Regions from separate parts of the Mus musculus genome. Here region 1 is linked to region 2. Evidence: chromatin contacts called from public Hi-C data. All regions are on one chromosome and are shown on one strand. Each heading gives the region's core, a stretch centred on a gene start, on an enhancer-like site or on the middle of the called end of the contact. The rest is flanking DNA. Distances are from core to core; before and after follow the strand shown. Region 1 overlaps Slc4a4 (solute carrier family 4 (anion exchanger), member 4). Region 2 has its middle 42 kb from the start of Dck.

Evidence for each region. A called contact is a pair of places that touch in the nucleus more often than the background predicts.
Region 1: a contact with region 2 is called in a Hi-C map of cerebellum, with 1.7 times the contacts expected there. The contact joins two enhancer-like sites. A contact is called at or near these places in 5 of 484 Hi-C or Micro-C datasets (cerebellar granule neurons, cerebellum, liver and 1 more) and 1 of 9 other capture datasets (embryonic stem cells).

What each region holds. Positions count from the first base shown.
Region 1 is chr5:89,053,836-89,058,291 of GRCm38.p6, forward strand. It overlaps Slc4a4 (solute carrier family 4 (anion exchanger), member 4), which reads left to right. Exons shown (of 27, transcript NM_001359211.1): 7 at 4,114-4,209. Among named protein-coding and RNA genes, the nearest start is that of Slc4a4, 170 kb to the left of the region's middle. Within about 2 kb of position 2,451, at least 7 of the 459 cell types and tissues checked have an H3K27ac peak or open chromatin away from gene starts, as enhancers often do. A contact at or near this core is called in cerebellar granule neurons and cerebellum, where this site is marked.
Region 2 is chr5:88,804,300-88,808,903 of GRCm38.p6, forward strand. It overlaps a transcript of Slc4a4 not described here. Among named protein-coding and RNA genes, the nearest start is that of Dck, 42 kb to the left of the region's middle. Within about 2 kb of position 2,237, at least 19 of the 459 cell types and tissues checked have an H3K27ac peak or open chromatin away from gene starts, as enhancers often do. A contact at or near this core is called in cerebellar granule neurons and cerebellum, where this site is marked.

The DNA.
Region 1 (4,456 bases), core at 1,201-3,700, 250 kb after region 2:
TTTATATGCCCCAGTACAGGGGAATGCCAGGTCAAGAAGTGGGAGAGGGTGGGTAGGGGAGCAGGGCCGAGGGAGGGTATAGGGAACTTTCAGGATAGCATTTGAAATGTATATAAAGAAAATATCTAATAATTAAAAAAAAGAAATAGGTTAAAAAATGTATGACAGAAGAGATCTTTGCTGGTTCTTGAGTTTAAAGCCAAAGCAAACATTGTATTAGACATTGACACAAAGATACAGTTATGATCGTGTTTGTTTATGGGGTACTCAATGAGGCCCTAAGTATACAATGTAGAGTAATCGAATCAAGCAAGTTAATATACCCATTACCCCAATACTTATCTTGTATTCCTCATATTGAACTGAAACATTGTACCATTCGGCCAACATCTTTCATTGCCTTTCTTAACTCTGCAGTCTCAGGAAACCACTGGCCCTCCTGTGCATGCAGATGATGTAGAATGCACCTCTAACTGTCACATTTGTCTTTTCTTTGTGCAGCTTGTTGTACATAATGGCCTCTTCAGTCATCCATATTACCACATATAACATAATTACCCTCATCTCTAGGACCGCACAGTACGATTCTCTTTATCTACACCACATTTTAAATTGACATTAGTGGTGATTTCTCATTTTGGGTTTTGTGATCTGTGTTGCATTAATATAGAAGTGCAGATATATCTTTGAAAAATTAATTTCAGAGCTTCAAGTTAATTTGGATTGGTCCAAGCTGCTGTCTTTAGTATTTTCCAATAACCTTCATGATGCTGGACTACGCAAATAGCACCCAATGAAAGAGTATTAGTTATTAGCAGTAACGGCAACAGTGTTAGGTCCCAACATTTCAACACCTGTTTTACATCAGACAATATGATTTATAATAGCTCTAATATATGCAACATCTCCATTTGCAGGTGAAATCTTGAAACTCAGATGTAAAATTAACAGACAAGCTTAATTAGTGGAAGGACCAAATGTTGAATGTTTGCTTTATAACAATATGCTAATTCAATTACAGAGAAATGAGCTTCCTCTGCGGTAATTTATTTCCCAGTCCTCAGCGAATTCAGGTCTCTTACTCCATATGATAATATGATGTTGAAGGGCTTTGGTGGCAATTATCTAAGCAGGACTACACCAAAGAAGGGAGTCAGTTGAATGCTTTATCAGATTTTTTCAAGTGGATATTTCTAGGCAGTGCCTCTCCTGGGTGCTTATAGATGGGATGCGACTGTGCTCCGGTTTGATGCCTTAGCTGAATAGCATTGTGCAAAGAGTCACAGCTCAATCACCATTTAAGCCTTCAATTATGCATTTCTACAAAGAGCCCTAAAAGTTTAACATGAGTAACGTCTATTTTCTCCTGAACAATATTACCAAAGAAGCATTTGGTAGAGAAATTTCTGTGGTCGACTTGCTTGGTTCTAGGATAGATGCTAGGTTTAGGATTTTGGTAAGTTGATTCCCAAAGGGAAATAGGAATCATTACTTCCCCCTCCCCTCACCTCACAGCACCCCTTTCTATGATGTAGGCTTTGGAAACCGTCACTCAAAAGTCCTTAGAACCCTGACTTGCCTCATCAAGTCGTACTGGTTTAAGCCAATTTCTACTTTGTTTATGCCTGAAGTCAGGTTAAAAAAAATGGTTTAAAAGAAAATGTGTAAGATATCAGCAAGGCCAAGCTGTTTTTTGTGACTGAAGAGAGAAGAGATACAGTAAAAGCATTATTTAGGAAACGATCTAATTATTATAGAAAGTTATCCTCTAGATTTCGGAACAACTCTTGAAAATGTGTTCTTTAGAGTAAATTTGCGAAGTGGGAGAAACAAAACAAAACCCAGCCTCCTAAAAGGATTGCACCATTTATATCTCTCTGCATAGAACACAAAGGGTCCAACAAATCAAAATGCTGGAGTTTGCCAATGTAAGTAATGGCTGCCGTGAGCCTCCCAGTTTTGGGTAGGGGAAGCAGCCAGATGGCCACAGGAAGGCTTTCTGAATCGCAGGTGCCAAGTCTCTATGGGCAGTTACATTCTCATGCCTGCTTTTGGAGCCAGGTTCTTGGCTATTATCTGCTAGGCTCCATTCCATTGGCCTCCTGATGGAGAGGCTCAGCATTCATGGAGGCTATGCATGCAAGAGGAAATCTCTAGGCTTCATTTCCAAGAGTATCATCCTGACAAATCGAGGCAGGGAGAGGGGGAAATTCCTTACTAGCATCCAAGGTTTGAAAGAGTTGCTAGTCTTTCTCTCAGGAAGAGGTTGTGAGATCAGAATGAACAACTCCATCCTTCTTAGCACTTAACAGACAGGAAGGCTCTGTTGACTTTCTTTCGTATTTTCACCTCTATCCATTCTTACTGACCTAGCATCCTAATGAGGCTTGTTTGTGCCCAGTCAAGTAGGCACCAGTTCCTTAGACTGTCATTTTGTATAGGTAGGTCTATCTATAGGAAGATCATTTCTTTACGCAGGTCTGTACATTGTCTGTTGCAAGACATAGGAGGTGAGGAGTGGTCAATGTGTTGCTAAGCATCTCTACATGTTCCCCTCTTGACAAACAACCATTCTGGAGTAATCTCAATTGGTGCATTTTGCTTCTCCATTTTTCTCAGTGAAGTAAAAACTTGCAAAGAAGTTCAATTATGCGAAACAATTAAAATTCAGATTGCAAGAGAGAAGACATCAGATTTGCCTCAAACAGGTGCCAGCACAGATGGCCTGCTCGCAAGTCCTGGCTTTATTTACAGCTTTTAAACACAGACAGATACATTGACAAAAATGTTTCTGGATCTTATAGTGTGCTGAATGCCCAAATTTGGCCATACATTTATATTCATTTGTAAATGGTTCAAGTTAAAGCTTGACCTCTCTAGTCACCAGTAGCCTTGTAAAAAGACCATTTGCCTGTCCTGTCTTTCACACACAATGTGAATAGATTAATGTTTGTGTTTGGTGGAATATGGTAAATGTATTACCCTGATAATATGACTACTTTTATTATTAAAGAAAAAAATCCCTCAAGTCTAAATTACATATTGCCTCATGGTTCTGCATTTCCAAAATCACTAACATTCTTTAGAGGATCAGGATACTGCCCAATTTTTAGCAGCCTTAGAGCATGGTTCTTTGAGAGACTAGCCAAACAAGTGTTAAGAGGTTCTTAGAGCAAATGACATTCTCCCAGGAAGAAGCCAGTTGGGCTAGCCACGTGATAAAATCTACCTAGAGAAACTTGAGTGAACATTCAGCCCATATCATTATCTCTGATGTTCCAGATTTGGAACGGATCCACCAAGGGTTAAACTTCTAGTAAGATAGGTGCTGGAAGACTTTGGAAAAGGAAGACCAAAATTGCATCTCAAGTGGGTTTGTATTAAAGCACTAATTTATCCATGTCTCAGTGTCATGTTACTGCAGGGGTAGAAAGAAAGAAAGAAAGAAAGAGAGAGAGAGAGAGAGAGAGGGAGAGAGAGAGAGAGAGAGAGAAAGAGAGAGACAATAAAAAACCAACAGAAAGTTGAGAGCCAGTCTGTGTTCATCAAGGAAAAAAACTTCAGATACAAATGTCTGAAATGTTGATTTCTGCATTTGTCTATAAGCTCCGCAGCCTGACAGTTGGGGAGATCATCAGAGAGCCGCTTACTAATATGACATCCTACCCCCCTGTGCTTTACAAAACTGGGCGCTACTTCCCTTGTGTGTGCTCATGTGGCAGACAGTAATTAACAGGTCTGACACTGTATCTTCAGACTAAATGTTCATTATTTATATCTGTCTTCTGGATAGAACCCATAGAACCCATGTTTTGTATATTAGAACAGCTGATCGAATCATCCACTCCTTTTGGGGGAACTATAATGATTTAATGTAATTCTCCCCAAACCTTTCCCATTCTTTGTTGACATGTGTTCTATTTAAGGGCTCAGGGTCCTGGGAGGAGGTGAATGTCCTTGTGATATGTCATTGTTCTTCTTTAACCCGCTTGTGTGACTTGCTTTAGTGTATATATATATATTTTTTCTTCCTGACTAATGCTTCCATCTTCATCCTTGCTGTGGCTGTTCATGTGTCCTCCTTTTCCTGTCTGCTGCTTCTGGCGCTAAAAGCCCGAAGCCCGCTTGAGAACTCAGTGCCCTGCCTAGCAAATCGCACCTTGGACGATGACCCCCGAGTGCGGCGCACTCCCAGCGTGGGATGGCTCAGTAAGTCAATGGGGTGGGGAAGGGGCAAAGATGGTGGTGGGCAAAGATGGGAAGAGGGAGGGAAGGATGACTGGGTTACCTAGTGGAGTGAAGAACATCCTTGAGAGTGTAAGGATCCCTAAACCTGAAATGACTGGTTGGCTCCTATTGCCAAGCATAATATTCTCTGTGACTCGGTGACCTGATTTCAAGTCAAGTAAGTCAAGTGCCTTGTCAGGTGGTGGCAAGTGTGCAGTAGGAAAGGTCA
Region 2 (4,604 bases), core at 987-3,486:
GTCTCTGCCACTCAGTCCTCTCTGCTTTGCCACGTTCTCTCCTCACTTCAGAGCACCGATTACTATTTCCATTCCTCTGCTGAAGGGCTTGCCAAAGCTTGGAGACATTTCCATCCCCTTTCTGGCAGCATCTCTCAAATCCTTCACCCACAACACACTCCATCTTGTTATCCAGTCCACTCTCTCATCTCAAATCCAAACACCCCTGCCCCATGTTGTCATAAGCACCACTTAAAGATGTCTCCGTATCTTCAATTTTACTTATTCTAAATCCCACGCTATCCATCCCTGTTCCTGCATGCTATACTTACCATGTCATTAGCTTTATGCAGGCAATTTGCATCCACCGGCTGCCCCTTCCTTGCCCCCTTATCCCCTCCAGTCCTATCCACAGACCAGGGCCAACCAGCCCACAGGAAGTTGCTGTGGGCATTCAAGATGGGGAAAAAGCATCCTATGGTAGGGGATGCTCATCCTCTGTGGTGTGCATTGGTGTACCAATTAGCAGTTGGCTATTAAACATAGATACAGAGCGTGCACAGCTTCACGACTCCTATAGTCATGGTTCCCATTTCTATGACTTTCCCATCTGCTGGAATACTTCCTATGGCCACCATACCGCCCATATGACATACTTCTTTATGATCTGAATTTGCTGCAGATCCCACACTTTCCAGTTCCTCCATCCTTTTGCATGGCTTTCCTGGTGCGTTCACTGCCAGAAGATTCTTTGACTCTCAGTGCTCTTCCATTCGGGCAATACGTACTCACAAGTTCAGCAACTTTGTTGACAGCCTCTGCCATATTGAATTCTAGAATATATACCCCTTTGAATTTCTTTCAGCATCTACTAGAGAGGACCGTGTAGGCTACCTCTCTAAGTTCTTCTTTACATAGTATTTAGAAAGTTAGCACCATTTCACATCATGAGACTTTTTTTTTTTTAAGATTTATTTGTTTTATGTATATGACTACACTGTAGCTGTCTTCAGACACACCAGAAGAGGGCATCAGATCCTATCACAGATGGTTGTGAGCCACCATGTGGTTGCTGGGAATTGAACTCAGGACCTCTGGAAGAGCAGTCAGTGCTCTTAACCCATAAGGCATCTCTCCAGGCCCATGAGACCTTTGTAATGAAGGCTCTGAATATTCTTCTTTAGTGATTTATTTTTATTTTATATCTTGGTGTTTTGCCTGGATGTTTGTCTCTGCACCACATGTGTCTGGTATCTGTGGAGGTTAGAAGAGTGTATTGGATCCCTTGGAGCTGGAGTAACGGACTGTTCTTAGCTCTGTTGTGGGAGCTGGGAATCCAACCCAAGTCCTCTGAATGAGCAGCGCTTTTAGCTGCTGAGTTATTTCTTTACCTGCAGCCACATTTTATATGTCTAGCTTTGTCTTCTGTAATGATTTCACACCAAGGCATGGAATTATAACATGATGTTGTTTATTCTTGGATTATGCACAGGTGCTCCCATGGCAAGGCGGGGAGTCTGAGTCATCTTAGAGAGCCAGAAAACGTTTACTGTCCCGTAGCCAAACTATCTGTGGCTGTCATTACTTGTGAGATGCCTCCTGGGAAAGCAAGGACAGTTGAGTTCTTTTAATGGGGTCAGCCTCTCCTGCAGTCTTACCATTTATCTTCCTTAGACACATACACAGCACACACATGCAACTGAGTAAGGGCATCTATGTCTGACCAGAAGAATGTGTCCAGTATTGCTTTGAATACCAGGTAAGCTACTTCATTCAAAATTTTGCAGGTAGGGATGACCTTCAAGGGTGGCTAGAGCCTCAGAGAATAGGATTTGAATTCCTTGAAGGAACTGCTTCGATTTTCTATGGATCACTTTTCAAGAAGGCCAGAATGCCAGCAACTTATCAGTTGTCACTGTCTGGAGGCAGACTCCTTTCTGAGTAGCAAGCATTTACTGGAAGTAGGAAGAGAGGACGCTGGGGCTGTGTCATTCACAGGAGAATATGCTGACAATCTGCTGTAGGCTGCCAGCAACACCCCTCTCTGGAGGGGACAAATGCATTGACCAACCCTTTGGATGGCAGTGACCTCCCTAGCGGGAGAGTCTGGCAAATCCCTCAGTGTCTCAGAGGGCAGGCCCCGCAGGATCCTGTTGCCAGGAATCAAAGATAGCTGTTACCTTGACAGCAGGAGTGCAGCCTGCATGCGTCTTTCCTGGTCCCCATGTGGTCCTTCACGGTGAGGCTTACTTGTGTTTACACCTGTGCCTGACTCAGGAAGACAGCCCATGTGGTCCCTATGCCTCTGTCAGGAGGCAGTGCTGAGGCAGCAGGTCAGCTTGTACACACCCCTTGGCTGCTCTTCTAGAGGTCAGCGGATGGGAGTTCTTCAGCCAGAGGGGGCTCTCTCAGGGAAGACGGCATGGTTCCTGAGATGGACAGGAAGCTAGGTAAGGTGCATCTGTGTCTTCCAGGCCCCCGTTATTGAGTGCTTCCCGAGGTGGGGCTATGGAGAAGGGTATTTTCAGTTTCCTCAGGGTCACACAGATGTTGCCAGACAAGTCCCAACAGTGCCTCAAAAGGATCACAGGTGGTCCCCCCACCCCCACCCCTGCTGTCATTCTCATTTGATTATTTCGCCTTCGCATACTCAAATGAGTTGGAGATTGCTTGCACTGATGGATATATGTGATCAGTGGGACCAGCTAGAGATTTAAAGCTAACTGTGAGGTCAAACGGTGAGGTCAGTGCCCAGCAAATCCTGGTCTCACCTGGATTTATCAGCTTGGCAGTTCCTCCTCTGAGCAGTCTGTCCCCAACCCCCTTCTTTTATACTTTTTATCTGCAGAATGAAATTCTAGTTACATCACTAGGTTCCTCTTGAAACTCCAGACTGCAGTATGACATGCTTATCATTGGTTATAATTAAAGACCTTGTCATCACAGAGTATTTATAAGTGACCACGAATCATTTGCAGTTTCTTGAATTACCCCCCTCCATTCTTTTCTTAATTAAAACCCCTCTATGATTCTGTATCTTAGAAGGATATAAATGTGTTGAGAAAATGATCTAATTCAAACGTGTGTTTATTCTATTATGTGTTCTTTAACTTTGGAGTTTGAAGTTTTTCATAAATGCCCGAGTTCACAGCACCAAACTGCCATGATTTGAGTATCTCCGCCTCTCCCGCCCTGAGAGCACAAACACATTGGCATCTCTTGCTGGCGCTGCTGTTAGGAGTAGGAGTTCTAACAAATTGCTTTTGTCCATCCGTGCAGAGCCCGCGAGCCAGCTCAGGCTCACCGCTTGTCCTTCCCAAACCCAGTGGCCACAGCTGCCAACCCTGCAGCTTTCAGAGGTTTCTGCAGATTCAGAGGATAGCTGTGGCTGCACAGGTGCAGGCTTTCCCCACACTTTCTCAGCTGTCCTGCTGCAGCTCCTGTTCCAGCCACCCCAACCCACCATGCTTCCTTGTTCTAGCTTGACAAAGAGGGTCTGAGAACAGGATTTGCTAGCCTTAAAGCGCAAAATGCAGCTGCTGCTTCTGCATAAAGTTTGCTGCTCCTAGCTGCGGCTTAAATTAGCTGCTGGCCCCATCCTGTTGGAATTCTGAGCTTGCAATTCCTACAGTCTAGTAGACTCTGCTACCTTCTCTCATTTGGGATTCATGCTAACATCTGGGCCAGTTTTGCATTTGAAAACAACAGCGTTTCTGAGAGTAGTGGGAAGGCCTCTGTCCTAAATGTTCTAAGTTTCCAGGCAGCTGTAGTTCATATACACCTGAGCGCAAACATACTATCAGAATGCCCAGCCGCTAATTTTACTGCCTCTCTTAGATCCCCTTTTCTGAATTCACTATGCAGGGTTCATTGCTCCCTTGGATAAATGTTGCTGTTGTTCATTATCTGTAGCTTATTTGGGACAGAACCACATATATGTGAGATCTAATTGGGGTTAGATTTAATTATTTTCTCAGGATGATCTGCTCAAGGAATTTCAATCTATTCTAATAGATTATATTCGATAGCTGGGATTCAGGGACACGGGTCCTCTTACTCTCTTAACTTGGGTCTATTTATCAATCATCTCCACCCTAGCCAAGGGACTTGTCACTTGCAGCTAGGTACCACAGTTCAAGCTTCAAACACTTCATTTGCAAATGGCTCCCTTCCCTGTGAGGACATCACATCTCTTCACCCGGCGGCTTTGTCTCATCATTGCTTTACTATCTCATTCTCCCTAACTAGACTGCTGACAACAGCCACCAATGGCAGTGGTCAGTGGTGAGGCTTCTGTCAGCCTCTTCCATGTGTGTGTGTGTGTGTGTGTGTGTGTGTGTGTGTGTATGCGTGTATGTATGTATCATTTATCTCCATTAAACATCAGAAAATTGTGTTGAAAGAAAACACTTTAAACATTCAAGAAATGCTAGTGACTAATGCCATATATGAACCACTTATATTGAACAAAGGGCAACTTTATGGTGTCTTTCCTTAGTGTTTTTATTTTTTTTTTTATGACTGATTTATTCCATTTTAGTTGTTGAACGTTTTGCCTGAGGTATGTGTATGCACCACATATGTGCTTGGTGCCCATGGAGGTCAGAAGAGGGGGTTGAATCTCC